Linked DNA regions of Mus musculus: region 2 is linked to region 1. Evidence: chromatin contacts called from public promoter capture Hi-C data. All regions are on one chromosome and are shown on one strand. Each heading gives the region's core, a stretch centred on a gene start, on an enhancer-like site or on the middle of the called end of the contact. The rest is flanking DNA. Distances are from core to core; before and after follow the strand shown. Region 1 has its middle 19 kb from the start of Lrfn1. Region 2 holds the start of Fbxo17 (F-box protein 17).

Region 1 (4,594 bases), core at 1,132-3,631:
GTAGAGAGAATAACTTATGTATTGTATCAATGTATCATCTGTCCATTAAAAAGCCTATGGCTTATGGCTTAGGCAGGAAATAGAAGTGGAACATCTGGTAGGAGAAAGGATTCTGGGATAGAAAGGATTCTGGGATAGAGCCAGGCACAGGGAGATCTGCCCAGGAAGACGTGAGGAGACGGGCACATGGTCCCTGAGCACAGGTAACCAGCCACGTGGCAGGATGGAGGTTAAAGCAAATGGGTTATCTTTAGTTATGATCTAGTCAGAGAAGAGCCTAGCTATATGACCAAGGTATTTGTAAATATACTTTGAGTCTGAGTCTTATTTCTGGGAGCATGAGTCTGGGAAGCAGAGCCAGGCATAACTTCAACAGATCCCTGTGAGTTCTAGGAGATCCTGATCTACACAGTGAGTTCCAGGACAGCCAGGGCTGTATTGAAAGACCCTGTCTTGGAAAGCAAAACAAAACAAAAAAAATTGATATAAAGGTAGATGGCTAGATAGATGATAGATGGATAGATGATAGATGGATAGATGATAGATGGATAGATGATAGATGGATAGATAGATGATAGAGGATAAATAGATAGATAGATAGATGATAGATAGATAGATGATAGATAGATAGATAGATAGATAGATAGATAGATAGATAGATAGATAGATAGATAGATAGATAATGGGTAGATGGATGGATAGATGGATAGATAGATAGATGATGGATAGATGGATGGATAGATGGATAGATAGATGATGGATGGATAGATAGATAGATAAATAGATAGATAAATAGATAGATAAATAGATAGATAGATAGATAGATAGATAGATAGATAGATAGATAGATAGATAGATAGATAGACAGAACTAGCTGGTGAGATGGCTCAGCAGATAAAGGCATTTGTCACTAAGCTTGATAACTTGAGTTCAATCCCAGGGAGTGCATGGAAGAAAGGAGAAAACGAACAACGCAAATTGTTTTGTCGTCCACATGCACCAGATGCATACACAATGAATGAGTGCATAAAGAAATGAATGAATGAATGAATGAATGAATGTACAAGCACGGTGACTTGTGCCTATAATCACAACACTTTAGAGGTAGAGGCAAAAGGATCATGAGTTTAATCCTTGGCTACACAAGATCTTGTCTAAAAATCTTTAAAAAGAGAAGAAAGCCTGGCATGGCAGTGGGTGCTTTAAGCCCAGCACTTTTGAGGCAGTGGCAGGTGGGTTTCTGAGTGAGTTCAAGGCCAACCTGGACTACACAGGAACTTTTGGTTAGACAGGTTACACAGTGAGATGCTAAGGACAAGGGGAGATGATAAGAAAAGACAGGTAATATGTCAAATATTTAAAACATTCTATTATGGAGCTGGAGGTATCTTAATATTTATGAGCACTGGCTTCTCTTCCAGAGGGTCCAGGTTCCGTTCCCAGTACATACATGGCAGCTCACAACCACCAGTAACCCCGGTTCCTTTTCTGGCCTTCTCTGGCACAGACCACAGACATAGTACACAGATGGACATGCAGGAAAACACCCATATACATAAAATAAAAATTAATAAAAATACCATTCGGTTATATCACTATATATGACTATATTTGGAATTTAGAAGTTTGTCACAGACAAATTTTCTGTGTTTTTCTCTACCTTCCTCAGAATGATAGCTTTAAATCCTAAGCTTAATGCTGCATGGTCACAGAATGGGTGCAGAACCTACAGGTCTTTATTGTACCAATAAAGTCAGCAGGAAAGAAGAAAGCAAATGGAAACTTTTTTTTTTTTTGGTATATTGAGGAAGAGAAATAATTAGTCCAGGCTGACCTTAAACTTATAATGACAAACCTCTGATCCTCCTGCCTCAGTCTCCTGAATCCTGGGATCATACACATGTTCTACCAGGGCCATTTTCTTCTTTGCGGCCTTTATTTTTGAGACAGGGTCTTACTGTGTCCTTGAGTGGCCTGGAATTTGAGATCCTCCTGCCTCTGCCTCCCAAGTGCTGGATTACAGGCTTTGCCATCGGGCCTAGCAGTTTGTATATTTTATTCATCATGAAAGCTTCTATCCTGGGCCAAGCACATGGCACATACTCAGTAAAGCTTTATCAGTCCTTGAGTGACAGAGCAATCAGAGCTATATATTGTGCCCCTGCTTCTTACAGCAGTAATGACCTTTCCTGGGTGTCATGTGTAGTGCCTTGGGTTCTATGATATACTGACTTGCATATTAGGTGGGGTATGTGAGCACAGAGCCCAGCTGGTGGGAGCACTGTGCACACAGGGATCTTCATAAATGACATGTATACTGGGCCAGTGTAAGGGATCTGCCTGGCCTGAAGTTCTCCAGTGCTGCTGTCCTTGCCTCCCACCCTCTCTGCCCAGACCAGCTTCCTCCCTCTGGCTCCGTTTCTATTTCTGTCTTGCTTTTTTCCCCTCCACCCCCCAAGGCCTCAGGGGGCCCCTGGCTAGCTTGAAGCCTTCTTCCTTTTTCACCAGGATTAGGAAGGAGTTTTCATGGCAGGGTATCTGCAAACACTGAGATGCCCAGAGTCCCTGACTTGGCCCAAACCACCTTTGCCTTATTCAGTCCCTGCATAGCCCCTCCTCCATCACCCTCCACTCCCCAGCAGACCCTGGTCCACTTATGCTCACACAGGTAAGCACAGGGGGCTCCTCCCCTACTCCTTTAACAGCTGGCTTTGGAGGCCCCAGCTCAGCTAGGGTCACCATAGCCATTCCCCAGTCTCCAGACACAGCTCCAGAGGCAAACTGCCAGTTCCACTCTTTTCTTCATGGGAAGCAGACCAGGGAGGAGCCCTCTGACAGGGACGTCCCCTCTGGTTCCGACCTCTGCCTGTAAAATAGACTCTGGACATCTATCCCACACAGTGAGGGCAGCCAGGCAGGGACAGAAAGGGCTTCAAGTCCAGGATGGGGCAGAAATTGCTCCATCTGCCTTTTATTGCTAGAGATGTTTGCAGGTTTAAGACAGTGTCTGGCTTTGTTGCCCAGGCTAGCCTCAAACTTCTGTGCTCAAGCAATCAGTCTGTACCAGCTTCCTGAGTAGCTAGGAGTTCAGTTGTGTCATCTTACCCAAATCAACCTGCCTTTAAAAAACAAACAAACCATATTTTGTTGGCAAAAACAAACAAAAATACCCAGGGTCTCATGTAGGCCAAGCTGCATCAAAGTCTGCATGTAGAAGAGGGCAGTCTTCAACTCTTTACTCTTTAAAACCAAACATTGGGGGCTGGAGAGATGGCTTCCAGAGGTCCTGAGTTCAATTCTCAGCAACCACGTGGTGGCTCACAACCATCTGTAATGGGATCCGATGTCCTCTTCTGGTGTGTCTGAAGACAGATACAGTGTACTTGTCATATATATAATATATATTATATATGTGTATATAAAACCAAACGTTGATTTTTTTTCTATGTGTAGCATGTCCGAGTGCATGCTGCGCATCCCACACACATGCCCACAGAAGCCAGGACATGGGATCCCCTGGAACCAGAGTGACAGACACTTGCGAACTGCCAAATGGGTATTGGGAACCAAACCTGGCTCCTCTATGAGATCAGTGGGTGCTCTTAACCATTGAGCCATCTCTCTATTCCCTAGTTTTGAACTTAAAATAATTTTTTTGGTTTTTGTTTTATTTCTGTGTAGCCCCAGTTGTCCTGAAACTCACTCTGTAGTCCAGGCTGGCCTGGAACTCAGAGATCCATCTGCCTCTGTCTTCCAGAGTGCTGAGATTTAAGGTGTGCACCACTACCAACCAACTGGCTAATATTTTTCCTAATTTAATTAATCAATAATCAGTTAATCAATCAATTAATTTTGTGGGGATTTCACATGTGCTATAGCACTTGGGTCCCAGGGATCAAATTCAGATTGTCAAGCTTGGTGGCAAGTGTCTTTTTTCGAGACAGGGTTTCTCTGTGTAGCCCTGGCTGTCCTGGAACTCCCTTTGTAGACCAGGCTGGCCTCAAACTCAGAAATCAGCCTGCCTCTGCCTCCTGAGTGCTGGGATTAAAGGTATGTGCCACCACGCCCGGCTGGTCTTTACTCACTGAGTCAACTTGGCAACCCAGTCTTGAACTTCTGAGTGCCCTGTTTCTACCTCCCAGGTATCAGTATTTCAGGCATGCTCCATCGTGCCCAATTCCTACCTGCTTTGCTAAGTCTGTTTTCCCAAAACACACACCTATAAACCTGGCACTCCAGAGGATAGGGAAGAATAATTGAAAGTTCAAGGCCAGCCTGGGCTACATTTTTATCAAGACCCTGTCTTAAAAAAAATGTTTATGTTGGTACATACACATAATCTCTGCACCCAAGAGGCAAAGACAGAAAGATTGCCACAAATTTGAAGCCAGCCATATGTGTGTGTGCATGTATGAATGATTGTATGTACTTCTGCATTTGGGTACGGTAGTGTAAACCCTCAATCCCAGCACTTGGGAGAGGCAAAGATCACAAAAAGGGAGGCTAGCCTACTCTAGGGAGTTTCCAGGGCAACACAGTGCTACATAGGGAGACTCTGTCAGAAACCACACACACACACACACACACACACACA
Region 2 (4,537 bases), core at 1,971-4,470, 250 kb before region 1:
GTTTCTCTGCATAGCCCTGGCTGTCCTGGAACTCAGTGTGTAGATCAGGCTGGTTTCGAACTCTCAGAGACCTGCCTGCCTCTTCTTTTCCAGGGCTGGAATTAAAGGTGTGTACCACCAAGCCAGGCTCTATTTTCATTTTGAGACAAGAGCTTACTGTGTACTGAGACTGACCTTGAACTCATGACCCTCCTGCCCTAACCTCCAGAGTGCTAGGGTCACAGGCGTTCACCTCCATACCTGGTCTCAGATATGATGAGTTTTGATAGGGGATTTAAAAAAAAAAAAACAAAAAAAAAACAAAGCAACATGTGTTTGGCAGGCTTTGTAAGGGGCCAACACAGAATCAGAATTGAGGGCAAAAGCTGACCAGCTAAAATCCAGTTGCATCTGGTTTCCTTCTGCAGGAAATAGAGAGGACTATCTTTATCGCCGACTCAGGTGGCTCTCTTTCAGGGATTTGTGATTAACTGGCTTCCCCGATTGCCTATGTCTGGCACCAGTGCCTGCTTCTGGTTTGAGCAGAGGTCTCCCACTATGCCAGTCATTAGCTAGATGAGGAATCTGGTGCACACTCCTCCAGAGTCTGGACCCCTGGACCCATTCCATACTGGTTCATTTCTATCACCACACCCTCAGCCCATCCCCCACAACCCCTCCCCTGCTTTCCTGCCGCAAGGTTTCTCTGTGTAGCCCTGGCTGTCCTGGAATTTACTCTGTAGACAAGGCTGCCTCTGCTGACATTAAAGGCATACACTACCATGCCGGGCTAATTTCAGCACTTAGGAGGCGAAGGCAGGAGGATTTCAGTATATCTGAGGCCACTGTAAGGATACATAGTAAGGTGTATGGGATAACTTTTTTTTTTTTTTTTTTTGAAACTGTATCTCCAAAAAAAAAAAAAAAAAGCAAAACCCATAACACATAAAGAAGATTTTCTAATTAGCTACCCAGAAAGTACAAAGCAGAATAAGGTAAAAACTATATACCAATGCTCGAATATTAGCCATGCCTGTATGTCGAGTATGTGTGTTGGTGAGTGCGGCGGCTGGAAGTCCAGCTTAAGCACCCTTCCCATGCTCTCCAGCTGTTTTCTGTTGGAGCGCATGGACCTGGCTAACCTGGATAGTGAGTAAGCTCCAGAGACAACCCCCCCATCCCCTCTTCCTGGGTTTATCTGCGTGCTCATCTTGCTTTGGCTTTTTTTGTGGGTGCTGGGGATCTGAACTCAGGTCCCTGTGTTTGCCAGGTAAATGCTTTATGGATTTGGCCATCTCCCCACGTGTACAAATTACATATTTTGAAAAGTAAACCCATTGCTATTTTAACTGATTGCATAGAAGGTGGGTGCTCCTTTAAGGAACCCTTTGTCTTCATATAAATTCTGTCCCTCTGACTGGTCTATTTGCTGGTATTCTCTTAGGACATTTAGATAATTTGTCTTCGTTAGATTTTCTATAGCTGTGAAAAAAACACCAATAGCACCTTTGGGAGGAAAGGGTTTATTTTAGTGCATAGCCTGTAGTTCATTATCCAGAAATCAGGGCAGGGATCTGGAGGCAGGAGCTGATGCAGAGGCCATGGAGGATGGCTGCTTACTGGTTTGCTTCTCAGGGCTTGCTCAAACTGCTTCCTTATAGAACCCAGGACCACCAGCCCAGGGGCAAAACCACCCAAAAGAAAGGACTGGGCTCTCTCACATCAATCACTAATTAAGAAAATGTACTACTGGCCAAACTGATGGGGGCATCTGTTCAGTTGTGGGACCCTCTTCCCAAGTGATGTTAGCTTGTGTCAATTTGACATAAAACTAGTCAGCACACGGTCATTGTTTAAAATCAGATTTGCGCAGAGGCAGGCTCTGAGTTCGAGGCCAGCCTGGTCTACAGAACGAGTTCCAGGACCGCCAGGGCTACTGGCGAAAAACAGAACAAAACAAAACAAAACAAACCACTAAAATCAGATTTGTGTTATTTATACTTCCAAGACAGGGAGTGGAATAAACTGAAGAAATGAACTCAGAAGAACAAACGTTACACGGAAAGGAATAAACACAGCTGAAATGCATCAATGTAGCTAAGTCAGGAAACAGCCTGAGACCCTGAAGCACGCATTCTGCAAAGGGGCTGCCAGCCAGAGTGATCCAGCCGCGGCCCAGGGCCTACATGTTGGTCTGGGCTGGCTATTTCTTTTCCCCCTTTTCGGTTGGCTATTTGGGACATGGGTAGAGCTGCGAGAGGGGGTGCTGGGAGAACCTTTTCTTCTTTTTTTTTTTTAAATTTGATTTTAAATAAAAAGTAAGATGTTATTGTTGCGCAAGTGTTTGATGTGTATGCGTGTTAGTGTGTGGGTCAGAGGACAACACGTGGGTCTCCATTCTCGCCTTTAACTCTGAGTCTTGAGAATCACCAGGAGGCTTGGCGGCAGGCACTTTTTCCTGCCACCATCGACCCGGTAGACCTAGTTCCATAAAAACAAAGTATGTATGAAACGTGGGAAATGAAGCCCACTACTTTGTATGCTATCTTAAATGTTAGTAAAAAATAGTAGGGTGTGGCTGCGCACGGGTTTAGTCCCAGTACTGAAGAGGAAGAGGCAGGGGGATCTCTGAGTACAAGGCCAGGCTGGGCTACATAGCAAGGCCAGTCAGAGGTACAAAAGAAAAGAAAAAGAAAAACCACACACACACACACACACACACACACACACACACACACGGAATGTAAAGTCTTCTCAGTGGGACTTGTAGCTTTGCAACTTGCACGTGTACAGCTAGCTCAGTGTAAGAGTGCACTGCATAAGGGAAGAGTCTGGGAAACGATGTACAGACTCCTGGAGACTGCGTCCCTGGGGTGGGGTGGGTTGGGGGCGGGGAGGGGCACACAGAGCCAGTGGAGAGACTCCTCCATTCTCCAGACTGCTCCAGCCGCTGGTTTGGACACGACCCTCGAGTCCCATCCCAGGTCCGTACCTGTCCGGGAGCTCACCGGGCGGCCTGCTCTGAGTTGGCGGGGAAGATCCAATCCCTACCCGGCGCTGGAGGCAGTCGAAGAGTAACCCGAGGTCCGGGAAGTCAGCCCCGTGATCTGGGGTCCTAGTGGACCGTCTTCTTCTATGCTCAGGATCCCGGGGCCACCGGGCAACGTTGCAGCCTGAGTGAGCCCGGCCCAGGGCCGCCGAGCTAGGCCGCCTGTCCCTGAAACGTGGCTGCCAATCCCCTGGTGGACACCCCGGGCACCTCCCCTGCCCCCTTCCCTGAGACCCGCCCCGCCCCACTCTTCCGCCCCAGGCAGCTTTTCCTAACACCGTCGTCAGGGTAAATTCTTTGGTCCCTAGCGAAAGGCTCAGCTGTGGCTCTGACCGCAGATTTGAAACCAGAGAATGAAAGCAGAGACAGGATCGGTTCTTGGAAGCAGAATCCGTCTTTAGCAGAACCGTTCAACACGCGGGCTCCGCAGCAATCGCTACTCAGCTGTTCAGCTTAAGCGAACCCTTCCCCTCCAGGAAGATCAGCGACGCCCCCCCCCCATGACTCCTTAAATTTATTTATTTACTTATATATTCACTACCACCACCACCCATCTCCCACCCACTATGTAGCTATCCAGGAACACTATGTAGATCAGGCTGGCCTGAAACTCACAAAGATCCCCCTGCCTCTGCCTCTTGAGTGATAGGCTCCAAGGCAGATAACAGTACTTCTCAGCTATTGTTATTATTTTAGATGTATTATTTATTTTCATTTTGTGTGTGTACTGGGTGGTTTTGTGTGTTAACTTGACACAACTAAGAGTCATCGGGGAGGAAGGGGCCTCCGTTAAGAAAATGTCTCCATGAGATCCAGCTGTAGGGCATTTTCTCAATTAGTGATTGATTGGGGGGGGGGAGCAACCCATTATGAGCGGTGCTGTCCCTGGACTGGTAGTCCTGGGTTGTATAAGAAAGCAGGCTGAGCAAGCCATAAGGAGCAACCTTCCACTGCTTCTGCATCATCTCCTGCCTCCAGGTCCCTGTTCTGTCTGGGTTCCTGTCCTGACTTCTTTCAATAATGAACAGCAATGTGGAAGTATGAGCCAAATAAGCTCTTTCCTCCCCAACTTGTTTTTTGGTAACGGTGTTTCATTGTAGCAATAGAAACCCTAACCAAGACAATGTATATGAGTGTTTGCCTTCCTGTGCCTATGTGAACCACATGCATGCAGTATCCACAGAGGCAGGCAGGGGTGCTGTGAGCCTTGGAGTTACAAATGGCTGTGAGCTATTGCAGAAACCAGACTCAGGTTCTCTGTAAAAAAAACAGTCAACGCTCTTAACCACTGAGCCATCTCTCCAGTCTTTTCCAGGGTCTTTGTCAATCACTTTTCATTATTTATCTATGTACTTATTTATTTTTTTATGTGTTTTTATTGTGTGTAGGTGCAACACATGCATGGGAGTGTCGTTGCATGTGTGTGGGTCAGAGGTCATCTTTCCTTCAGCGGTGGGTTCTGGGGATTGAACTCGGGTGTCGGGCAGGCTCCGTCATATACTGAGCCAT

The links. Promoter capture Hi-C pulls out the DNA fragments that hold promoters and counts their contacts.
Region 2: a contact with region 1 is called in a promoter capture Hi-C map of the HPC-7 cell line. The contact joins the promoter of Fbxo17 here to the enhancer-like site in region 1. A contact is called at or near these places in 24 of 39 promoter capture datasets (the 3T3-L1 cell line, 3T3-L1-derived adipocytes, the C10 cell line and 15 more), 5 of 484 Hi-C or Micro-C datasets (CD4 T cells, the G1E-ER4 cell line, bone marrow-derived macrophages and 2 more), 10 of 115 datasets of contacts at active chromatin or transcription factors (bone marrow-derived macrophages, craniofacial prominence, embryonic forebrain and 4 more) and 3 of 9 other capture datasets (adipose tissue, liver and pancreatic islet).

The regions. Positions count from the first base shown.
Region 1 is chr7:28,469,173-28,473,766 of GRCm38.p6, reverse strand. No RefSeq gene overlaps it. Among named protein-coding and RNA genes, the nearest start is that of Lrfn1, 19 kb to the right of the region's middle. Within about 2 kb of position 2,381, at least 2 of the 459 cell types and tissues checked have an H3K27ac peak or open chromatin away from gene starts, as enhancers often do. A contact at or near this core is called in the HPC-7 cell line, where this site is marked.
Region 2 is chr7:28,715,473-28,720,009 of GRCm38.p6, reverse strand. It overlaps Fbxo17 (F-box protein 17), which reads right to left and starts at 3,220. Exons shown (of 7, transcript NM_015796.2): 1 at 2,972-3,220.